Linked DNA regions of Sus scrofa: region 2 is linked to region 1. A link is a contact called in public promoter capture Hi-C data. All regions are on one chromosome and are shown on one strand. Each heading gives the region's core, a stretch centred on a gene start, on an enhancer-like site or on the middle of the called end of the contact. The rest is flanking DNA. Distances are from core to core; before and after follow the strand shown.

The links. Promoter capture Hi-C pulls out the DNA fragments that hold promoters and counts their contacts.
Region 2: a contact with region 1 is called in a promoter capture Hi-C map of fetal liver, with 4 times the contacts expected there. The contact joins the promoter of DEPTOR here to the promoter of MTBP in region 1. A contact is called at or near these places in 2 of 5 promoter capture datasets (fetal liver and liver) and 1 of 2 datasets of contacts at active chromatin or transcription factors (alveolar macrophages).

What each region holds. Positions count from the first base shown.
Region 1 is chr4:18,606,162-18,611,213 of Sscrofa11.1, reverse strand. It overlaps MTBP (mdm2-binding protein), which reads left to right and starts at 2,512. Exons shown (of 22, transcript XM_021088982.1): 1 at 2,512-2,765; 2 at 3,591-3,671. The coding sequence starts at 2,648. MRPL13 (mitochondrial ribosomal protein L13) reads right to left here and starts at 2,295. Exons shown (of 7, transcript NM_001243415.1): 1 at 2,239-2,295. The coding sequence starts at 2,265.
Region 2 is chr4:19,177,110-19,182,161 of Sscrofa11.1, reverse strand. It overlaps DEPTOR (DEP domain-containing mTOR-interacting protein), which reads left to right and starts at 2,031. Exons shown (of 12, transcript XM_021090558.1): 1 at 2,031-2,187; 2 at 2,578-2,627. DSCC1 (sister chromatid cohesion protein DCC1) reads right to left here. Exons shown (of 9, transcript XM_021090559.1): 9 at 2,160-3,703. The coding sequence ends at 3,595. It overlaps TAF2 (transcription initiation factor TFIID subunit 2), which reads right to left and starts at 1,947. Exons shown (of 26, transcript XM_021090551.1): 1 at 1,561-1,947; 2 at 1,096-1,150. The coding sequence starts at 1,643.

The DNA of each region.
Region 1 (5,052 bases), core at 1,263-3,762:
AAAAAATCACAGAGAAGGAACTCTACAGGACAATCTTCTTTCTTCAATAAATTTTAAGGAAAAAAAATAGGAATAGGAACCTATTTCTTAACAGACTTAAAAAAAAACATAGCAACTTATTGCACTTTGGATCCTAATCCAATGGAAGAAACAAATATATTATGTATTTATATAACATACATATATATCATGTATTTATATAATAGATGACATATATATACACACACATACATATATGAGAAAATTAGAAAACTGAACATACTGGATACTAGATTTGACACCAGGGAAACGCTGTTAACTTCTCATTTAACTCTGATAAATGGTAATGGGATTATCTTTTTTTAACCCTCATCTCATAGGAAATATAATATTTACTGATGAAATAATGAGTCTGAGATGTACCTCAAATTCATAAGGAAGAGAAGGAAGTGAATGGGGGTAACAGATGAAATGATACTGCCATGAGTTTTTTGAAATTCAGTGATAGCTACTTTTACATATGGTTGAAATTCTCCATAATAAGTTAAAAAAAAAAAACAAACAAAAAAAACCTCCTTACCTCAGTTCCCTACCAGCAGCTGCCTCATTCCTTTCCTTTGCAGCACAACAAACTTGCTGCTGTCTTTACTCCAATCAGTCTTTCCTCATTCTCTCTTCAACCTACTCCAGCCCAGCTTTTGTCTTCCCACACCTACTACCGGCACACTACTACTGCCTGCCAAAGTTACCATGACCTTCCTTACTAAATCCATTGGTCAATTCTCTCTTCAGCACAGTCCATCATTCCCCTCTCCTGGGTATTCTTTCATCACTAGATTTCTAGGACACCATCCTCTATTTTTTTTCCCTCTATCACGCTGGTTCTCCTTTTCTCGTTTCTCAGTTCTTGGCTATCCTCTTTTTATTCATTTCCTCAAATACTTCATCCAGACCCCCAACTTTACTTATTTATTTAAAAGGTGTTTTTTTCTTTTTGTGCTCACACCTGTGGCATATGGAAGTTCCCGGGCTAAAGATCTAATCTGAGCTGCAGCTGCCCACCTACGCAATAGCCACGGGATCCTTAATCCACTGGGTGAGGCCAGTGATCTAATCTACATCTTCACAGAGAAGTTAGGTTCTTAGCCCTCTGAGCCACAACTGGAACTCCCAGACCCACAACTTTAAATGCCACTTCTATGCTTATGATTCCTTAATTCACATCTCCATCCTGAACCTCTTTCCTGAACTCTACGCTTGTACTCAACTGCCCATTTGACATAGGCACTACAGTGTTTCCTAAACCATGTGTAACAAAAGATTAGTTCTTTTCCAATCCATTGCAGACCAAATACTGTGATAGAAAAAAACTTTGATAAACAATTAAGATCCTGCCACAATGTCAAATTGCTAGGTTTTTGGTTTTTTTAATGTTTCGTTTTACTTCCTGTATTTACCTCATCAGAGACAAGTAACAGTCCAAGGAAGGAATCACAGCTGGAGCAAGATTAGGCTAAGTGGCTTCTTAGATCAACGTACCCAAAACTGAACTCCTGCTCTTCCTTCTGAACCCTGCTTCAATTTCAGCCTTCCTTATCTCCGCTGATGGAACATCCTTCTGCTTGTTGAAATAAAAAACCTTGGAATAATCCTTGTCTCTTCTTTTACTGTCGGCCCACATTCAATCCTTCAGTAAATCCTACTGGCTCCACCTTGAAAAAGAACGTGACCACTTTTTGGCACTGTTACTAAGCCTGGCTTGTGCCACTAACGTGTGGAGCCTAGATTGTTGCAATAACCTTCAAATAGATTCTTAGCTTGTATCCTCCACCAACCCCCATCTCTAAACAGTCTATTCAGCAGTCAGAGTGCTCCTTTTAACACCCAAGTGAGATTAGTTACTCTTTGGTTCAAAACCTTCCAGTCGGTCCTTACTTTGCTTTGCTCGGTAAATAAAACTCTTACAATAGTCTACCACGCCCAATGTGATTCATCTCATTACCTCTCTGACTTCCTTCCTAATAAGTCTTCCCGAGACAGAGGTGGGCGGGAAGGTGAAGGTGGGAATAAGGGTAGACTGAAAACGGGAGGGTAGGAGTTCCAAGAAAACTACAGCAAGTGGTGGCCAGAATCACAACCCTGGTTCGTGTTTCACCGAGACATCTTCTAGTCCAAGGACCCAGCTTCCTATCCGACTCAGCTTCACTAAATCCGACCTCCTTCTGCCAGCGTAATGAAGCTACAAGACCTTGAACTCACCTGGGGCGCCTTGGAGAAACTCGACATGTTTCCCCAGCAGCAAGACCTTCCCTTTCTCAAGATCCAAGATGTGTCCCGCCGCATCACGGGCTCGGCAGGAAACGCATAGAGCTGAGCATGTCAGTTCCTAGGCCAGCCAACACTCATCTACTTCTCCGCTTTTCTTGCATCGCTTCCAATCTTCCTACAGTAGCAATTCCGCTATGAAGGGAGGAAATGATGCACTTCTTTACAGAATAATCCCCAAAAATAGTTTGCTTGCTGGAAGCTTGCTGGAAAAGCTGCGGAAAATCGGTGGAGAACGCAGTTTCCAGCCGACCTAAGTAGAAGGGAACCGGAAGTGCATCTTTTGCGCGGGACTGTTTGGATTTGGGAGCGGAGACGTGAAACAGGGGCTCAGCTCTGAGAGATGGATCGGTACCTACTTCTTGTGATCTGGGGGGAAGAAAAAGTCCAGTCCGCCGCGGGAGCGGAGGCGGAGCACGAGCCAGGGGTTTCGTCTGTTGTGTGTACCGAGAAGCAGCCGGGTAAGCTCAGGGCTGAGAAAGAGCGGGAACGGTTTTCAGGGAGGAGAAAAAAAAATTGTGATCAAGTTTTGCTGGGGAGGGACATGTATCGAGTTGTCCTAAGAAGGTGTCACTCTATCTGGGATCGACCTGGTAAAGGCTAAAAAAAAAAAAAAAAAAAAAAAAAAAAAACTATCTTCGTGGAAAAATAGGGGCAGATTTGTGGATGCAAGATTCCAGCGCTCCAAAGTTCCCGACACATTAAAAATCTGAGTAAATTCTCTGTGCCGTGGAAATGGAATTTCTGACCTTTGGACAGATATGCATTCAATAAGCAGTTCTGCCTCCTGTGTTCCAAATGCAGGTAATACCTAAGAACGAGATGGAAAAGATCTTACTTTGCTAGAATTTACATCTTAATGGGAAGAGACATTCCGCATAAACTAAGTTAAAAAGCAAATGATAAATTTAAAACAATTCTGATCGCTTGAGATTGCACTGGTTTTTGGTGTTCTTGTCTAGGATCTGCATTTTATTTAGTTTGTTTTGATAGAGTGTCATTTTGAGGAGGAAGTGTATGTGTGGTTGTGTACAGAGTATTGTAACAGGATTTCTCTTTTCCATGTAAAATTATTCTTTGGGGGGAATTTTGGATTTGTGTTAACTGGCAAGCATGTGCAAACCGGGAACTTTACTTGTTTTAACCTTGCTAGCTTTAGATTTAGCATACCAAAATTTGAACAGTGTATAGTTCTTTTATGTACAACATATTGTGCTTAAGAGCCTCTTAGAAAAGGTCTAGATTACATAACTCTTGACTCTGTTAGTTTGCTATTTCTTTTTCAGACTTAAGGGCAGCAAATGTTTATCACCTCCTGAAAAGAAGCATTAGTGCTTCGATTAATCCAGAAGATAGTACTTTCCCTGGTAAGTGTAACATAAATCCCTCTTTTATGGCACAGCATTTGTATTGGAAATACATTTAATTAACTTGGTCACATGGAAATCCAAGGAACACTTGTTGACTGTACACATCACTGATAATAGGGAGGTAGGGAAAGAAATACAAAATGGAAAAGACAGTATCCCTTTCCTCCTGATGCTTGGATGTCAGAAAGTAGTCTTGAAAATTATTTTAGTTTCTCGGTTTGAGTTTTGTTCCCTTTATGAGATTGTCTTGCCCATCGTGAGCTTTTTATTAGATAATGTGGCCTTATAAGGAGGATTTACGATATCCTGAGTACAAATATGATAGTAATGCTCTTACACCCATTTCCTTAACTTTTTTCCCCACCCTTACCTCTTATTGATTTTCTTAAAAGCACTTCTTTTTTTTTTTTTTTTTTTTGTCTTTTTTTAGGGCCATACCCTCGGCATATGGAGGTTCCCAGGCTAGGGGTCAAGTTGGCTGTAGCTGCTGGCCTACACCACAGCCACAGCAACTCAGGATCTGAGCCGAGTCTGTGGCAACGTCAGATCCTTAACCCACTGAGCAAGGCCACAGATTGAACTTGTGTCCTCATGAATGCTAGTCAGATTTGTTTCTGCTGAGCCACGATGGGAACTCCACTTTGTAATGGTTAAACACAGTAATCTTTTCTCCATTCTTACCTGCTTTAACTTTTTAAGTGTTTGAAATTTTTTTTGGCAGAGGGGCTGCACCCCTGGCATGCAGAAGTTTCCCTGGCTACAGCAATGACAATGCCAGATCCTTAACCCACAGAGCCACCGGGGAACTCAAGTATTCAACATTTTGGACCACCCTTTACTTTATAAAAATCTTTCTCCTTTGGTTTCTGTTGGTGTTATACAAATCCATTTACTTAATCCTTTGATGGTTGTCCTCTCTTTTACTTCCTTTTCTTGGAAGTGTCTTTCAAAGGCTTAGAAAAAGGAGATACCAAAACAGGTCTAAAAGCCAAAGGAAGTTTCTGGAGATGCCAGGGAAAGCATACTTGTTTTGATAATTTTATAGTTCTCATGACTATACAGTCTGCTTCTTTCTCTTTTCTCTCATCAGAGAACCTCTTGTCTCTTGGGTTTCAACTGTCACTTTTGGAAAATTATTTCTAATATGTATGTGCTCACCTAGCCTATTTGCCAAGTCCTAGAAGTCCTCTCATTAATTTTTCAAGTTGGTGTAATTTAAGTCCATACTACAATTAGTGCAAGAAAGATTTCCTTTCATTTGTGCCTTGAATGTATATGTAAAAGAGCTACTGGGAGCCCTCCAGGAGTTCTCACAGTAACTTTTCACTTTGTGTTTCTGATGCAGTCAGTCCTTGTTTGTATGGAAGTGTGGAAATAT
Region 2 (5,052 bases), core at 782-3,281, 570 kb before region 1:
AATTTACTTATCCTCCATCCTTTCAGCTTCTTTATTTATAAAAGTAAGAATTAAAATAGTATCTACCTCATAGGGTATTAGTGAAGATTAAGTGAGGTCATACACATAAAATCTTAGAAGATGGCCTTACATGTGTTATGTACTTAATAAATGTTTATCATAAATCGATCATGTAAACTCTATGTCTATACCATATTTACCTCCATTCGGGGCTAAGTCATTTCTACCCTAGATTACCCAGTAACCTCTTCACTCGACTCTTTCTCATAACTTCCCTACCCAATTCATACAGCACAACACACCGAAGGTATCCTTCCATGAAGTATACCATGAAGCATAAGGTAAATGATCATATGCAAGCAATTCTGAAAGAGAAATTCCTTAAATGAAAGGATTGGACTTTAAGGGTCCTTAGAAATCTAAGATTCTATGATTCTAATGAAAAGGTTACATTTTTAAATATAGTTCATTTTAAGTAAACAAGTTTGAAAGTGAAGTTGATGGCTCTCAAAGAAAACCGGCTCTAAGATTTTGTCCTATTTAAAACAGATTCCCCCTGAGAGGAAATTAATTACTTGGGTTATCAAGGAGTCTTGTAGAATGGATATATCAGCAATCCATATATCTACATTGAAAGGGGGGGATGGTTACTAGATTTCAAAAACATTACTTAAAACTTTACTACAAACCAATGCCACCTAAACAAAGTCAGCCAAGAACCAAGAAATAAAAGGGGCCCTTAAAAGCCAAGTTAATGAGTCACTGTGTGTCTTTACCTTAATTAATTTTCTCGTAGAAAACTCACTGTGGACTTATTCTTGTTTCATACACAATTTTAAAATGTTTGGTGATACAGACTTATATTGAACAACGGATTAAAACAAGTAAAACTGTAATTAGGAAATAGGGAGGAGGAAAAAAAAAAAAGAATTGAGGAGGCAGCCAGAACACTAACAAAGCCATGGCCCTTGGAGGCACACAGATCCTAATTCTAATTCTTATTCTCAAAATACAGTTACCTGGAAAGGAAAGTTCCTTAAGTATACTGTAAAGGATGGACTTGTTTTTGCTTACAATTGTTAAGAATACACTTACCACAACAGATTTTCTCTGGAAGTTTATGTTGTTGATGCAGACGACCTGATGGGTTGTATATTGAAAAACAAAGAAAATATTTCGATTATTAAATAGTGCACAATTCTATCCAATTATAAACAAGAACTATGTTCTAAGCAGCTCTAAAGCACACTTAACTTACATGTTAAAATCCCAGAAATTGGGTTAACTTGCTCTTTTTAAATTTGCCAACAGACCCGAAAACAAATTTCGTTAGACAAAAATGCAGCTTAGCACTTTAAGAAAAAGGTTTATTAACCTGAAAAGGGCAATAAATCTGCTGAATCACACTATCAAAACATTTTCGCCCTACAAACACCATTTCCATCACCGTGAGTGGCTTCTTGCTTCCCGCAAGGTTTCCCAGGCCCACTAGGTCAGTTTCAAGCAATCACAAAATATAATGAAAACCAAAAGAAGAAAAGGGAATGAAAAAATACTTATAGCTTATATGGCCTTGGGCTTTCAAAGCCCTTGTCTCCTTTCTTCCTGTTCATTCTGGCGGGCTCCAAACCAGTCGGCGGCATGAAGGGATCCTGCGGAGCTCGGCTTCCCGGCTTCCCAGGGTGCGGTGGAACATTACCGGTCTGCGGGACCTGACACTCGCCGCTTCCCCACGCTCCCAAAAGCCATGCCCTACTGCCGGGGCTCCCTAGGCACCCACGCCCGGCCCTGCCCGATCCTCTGCCGCCGACGCCTCCAACTTGCTCCAGCGATCAGGGGTCCTTCAGGAGTCTCTGCTAAGCTTCTGCCGCGGAGACGCTCCTCACAGAAACCACCCACGGTGCGGATCAGCCGACATCTTGTCACCTCTGAACTTCGACGTCAGCGGAAGTGGGACGGAGGTGAGGACCGGGCCGGAAGTTTTGTTAGTGGGCGGGGCTTACGCCGGAGTACAAGCGTGTTTGTGTTTCCATTTCCGTGAGTTAACTGTGGGTGAAAACTGTTGAAAAAAGCGAGTCAGAGATTTGGTGGGGGCGGGGGGAAGAAGAGCAGGAAGGAAAGGAGGAAACACTGAATTTTATAAGACAAAAGACGTAGCATAAGCGTACTGTAAAGTATGGGGACAAGGTTTGTGAAGAGTCGGGCTGGGAGCTAATAACCGGGGCAGGGTTGGGGTGGGAGGGGGATAGGAAACCAGGAGGAGAGATGTGCCTGTGGTTTGCTGTGTGAACAGACACTGTTAACTCCTGGGCCTCCGTAATTTAAGCTGTAAAATACTTGATTAGACCAAGTAGTCTTAACTCAAATTCCAGAGTGTTTACTAGGCACTGCTGCCTCAGCATTTATTAAAAAAACAAGTGGATTATATAGATGCAGAAGAATTTTTTGAACGGACAAATATTTTGAAGCCATCGTATTTGCATTTCATGTTTGTACAGCTGTTAAGTTCCAATAACAGTTAAATTTTAGCTAGTTGTGGATAACTCCTCAACATTTTTTTTTAAACTTGTGGAACAGATTAAACCCTGGTCTACCCCTTCCAGCTGTCCTGGGAACAAGTTCATTAGGTAAATTAAAATTAATTTGAATTTTGGTCTAAATGAAAACATACTAGGAAAATAAAGATGTAAAGGAACTTTATCAGGCATTCCAGAACCAGCTAAGAATTACTTGTAGTTTTTTAGTGAGTATTACCTGTGTGAGTATCCTTTATTATAAGATTATAAACTACAGTTAGTATTTTTTACATAGATTAGTATTAAAATGTGTCTTCTTATAAGGCAACTATACTCAAATAATTTTTTTTAACTGGGTCTTCTTGAATTATAAACTTTAATACCATTTTGCATGGAAGATGAAGAATATTTAGAGAGATAGATGCTTTTTCTCCAACTGGATTAAAGAGATGTCATTGGGTTAAGGAAAGAATGAGAGAAAAAGAAGCAGAAAGGTAGTATACAAACTTTCCTCCCAAAGAGCACATCTACATCAGCCAGGTGAACAGGAGCAATTGTCAAGCCAATTTCATCAATACAAACAACTAATTTAGATAACTGATAGCATCATGTGACTTCCTGTTTTGGTGGAAGGTTAAAAGTAGAGGGGAACTCTCTTGAGAAATGATATTTAAGTGAATAATTCTCTTCTAGGAAACTGTTACTACTCAGTTCTTTGAAAACTTTTAAATTTATTATTAATTAGAATGCCAAATCTTAGAGAAATGCAATTTTAAATATAAAAAAGCAAAATTATCATTCTAATAAATAAACCCATACAGACTGAGATATACTAAATATAGGAAATAATTTTCTTTTATCCTGGTTTACACTGTATACAAAATATAAACAATTGGAAAGATACAAAATATCCTATTACATTTAAGAAAAAAGGAGAGCAATAGTTTCAAAATGCTTAAGATGAGAAGAAAAATGCCTCGAGCACTACATTTTTTAAAGTCTGGAATATAAATACATAAAAAACATATCTTTTTCATATAACCAGCAACTTTAGTCCCAAAGAAAAGCCTTGTTCTTTTTAAGAAATGGGTCTTCTTGAGTTATAAACTTTAACACCATTTTGCATTGAAGATCGAGAATATTTAGTGAGTAATGAACCAATGGTTTGCTTCTCTCCACACAAATCTCTGTGGGGAACAATAAAAAAAAAAATATGAACATCATAAATATTCTAGGGAACAGAACACAACATTCACAATACTAGTTATTTATCTCTGTCTCACCTACATCCATCTTTCCAACAAACATAAGTGTGTTTGTGGGAAAAACACACTAGGGAGAGATAACTAAGCCATAAATTAAACTAGATACATGTATGTACTATCTTCAGCCTTCATGGTAAGAGTATGAATGATATAATTATTTAACTCTGTGTTAGATATGAAGAAACTGAGGCTAAGATGATAAAGGATGGAGCCAAGATTTGTAGCCAGCTCTCTATGACTTCAAAGTCTGCATTTTTCCCATCATATCACACAGCCTCCAAATTAGAAATACAAACAATGACACAGTGAGGCCTAAACTCAGAGAACATAGATACCAGGCGACCTGTGTGAGCTCATCTAGGGAACCTACCCTACCTGAACTTTAGCCTCCTCTTCTGTACCTCAAAGAGAAGATTAACTGGAATACCATGAGCGAAGGGAAGATATGGGAGGAGAGACCTAGAGAAGGAGGCAAGGGCAAGATCAAATAAGGCCTTGAAGAGCATGAGAGGGAACTGTAATTTAATTTAAAGTATAATGGGAAGCCAGTGGGAGGATTTTATTTCACAGAAAAGCATAATGTGATCCAAGTTTTGAGTAATGAAAGCAATGAGTTGATGATTATGGAAGGTAGGTAGTGAGTACATGGAGGATTCCTTATATTGTCACTTTTGAAGGCTTAAAATTCTCCAAAAGCTTAAAAGGGGGAAGAGAAGGGAGCGAAAAAAGAAGCAGGGAGATCAATTCAGAGGCAGGTAGAGTTGATCTATCAGGATCTGTTCATGTTTGAACCCAGGGGTAAGGAAAAAAAAAAAAGACAAGGATTTCTAGACCTTTTGATTGAGTAACTGTATTATTAATGGCAGTGCTGTTAACTGAGATGAGGAAGATGGGGTTAAGACAAGGAGGAATCAGCAGTTCCATTGTGAGCATGTTAGGTTTGAAATTCCTATTAGATATCCAAGTAGAAATGTTTTTTGGCTTTTTAGGTCTGCACTCATGGCTTATGGAGGTTCCCAGGCTAGGGGTCTAATTGGAGCAACAGCTGCTGGCCTACACCACAGCCACAGCAATGCAGGATCCAAGCCATGTCTGCCACCTACACGACAGCTCACGGCAACGCTGGATCCTTAACCCACTGAGTGAGGCCAAGTATCAAACCCGAGTCCTCATGGATTCGAGTCAGGTTCCTTAACCACTGAGCCACAAATGGAACTTCCTCCAAGTAGAAATGTTAAGTAGCTAGATGGAAGAATCTCGAGCTCAGGGAA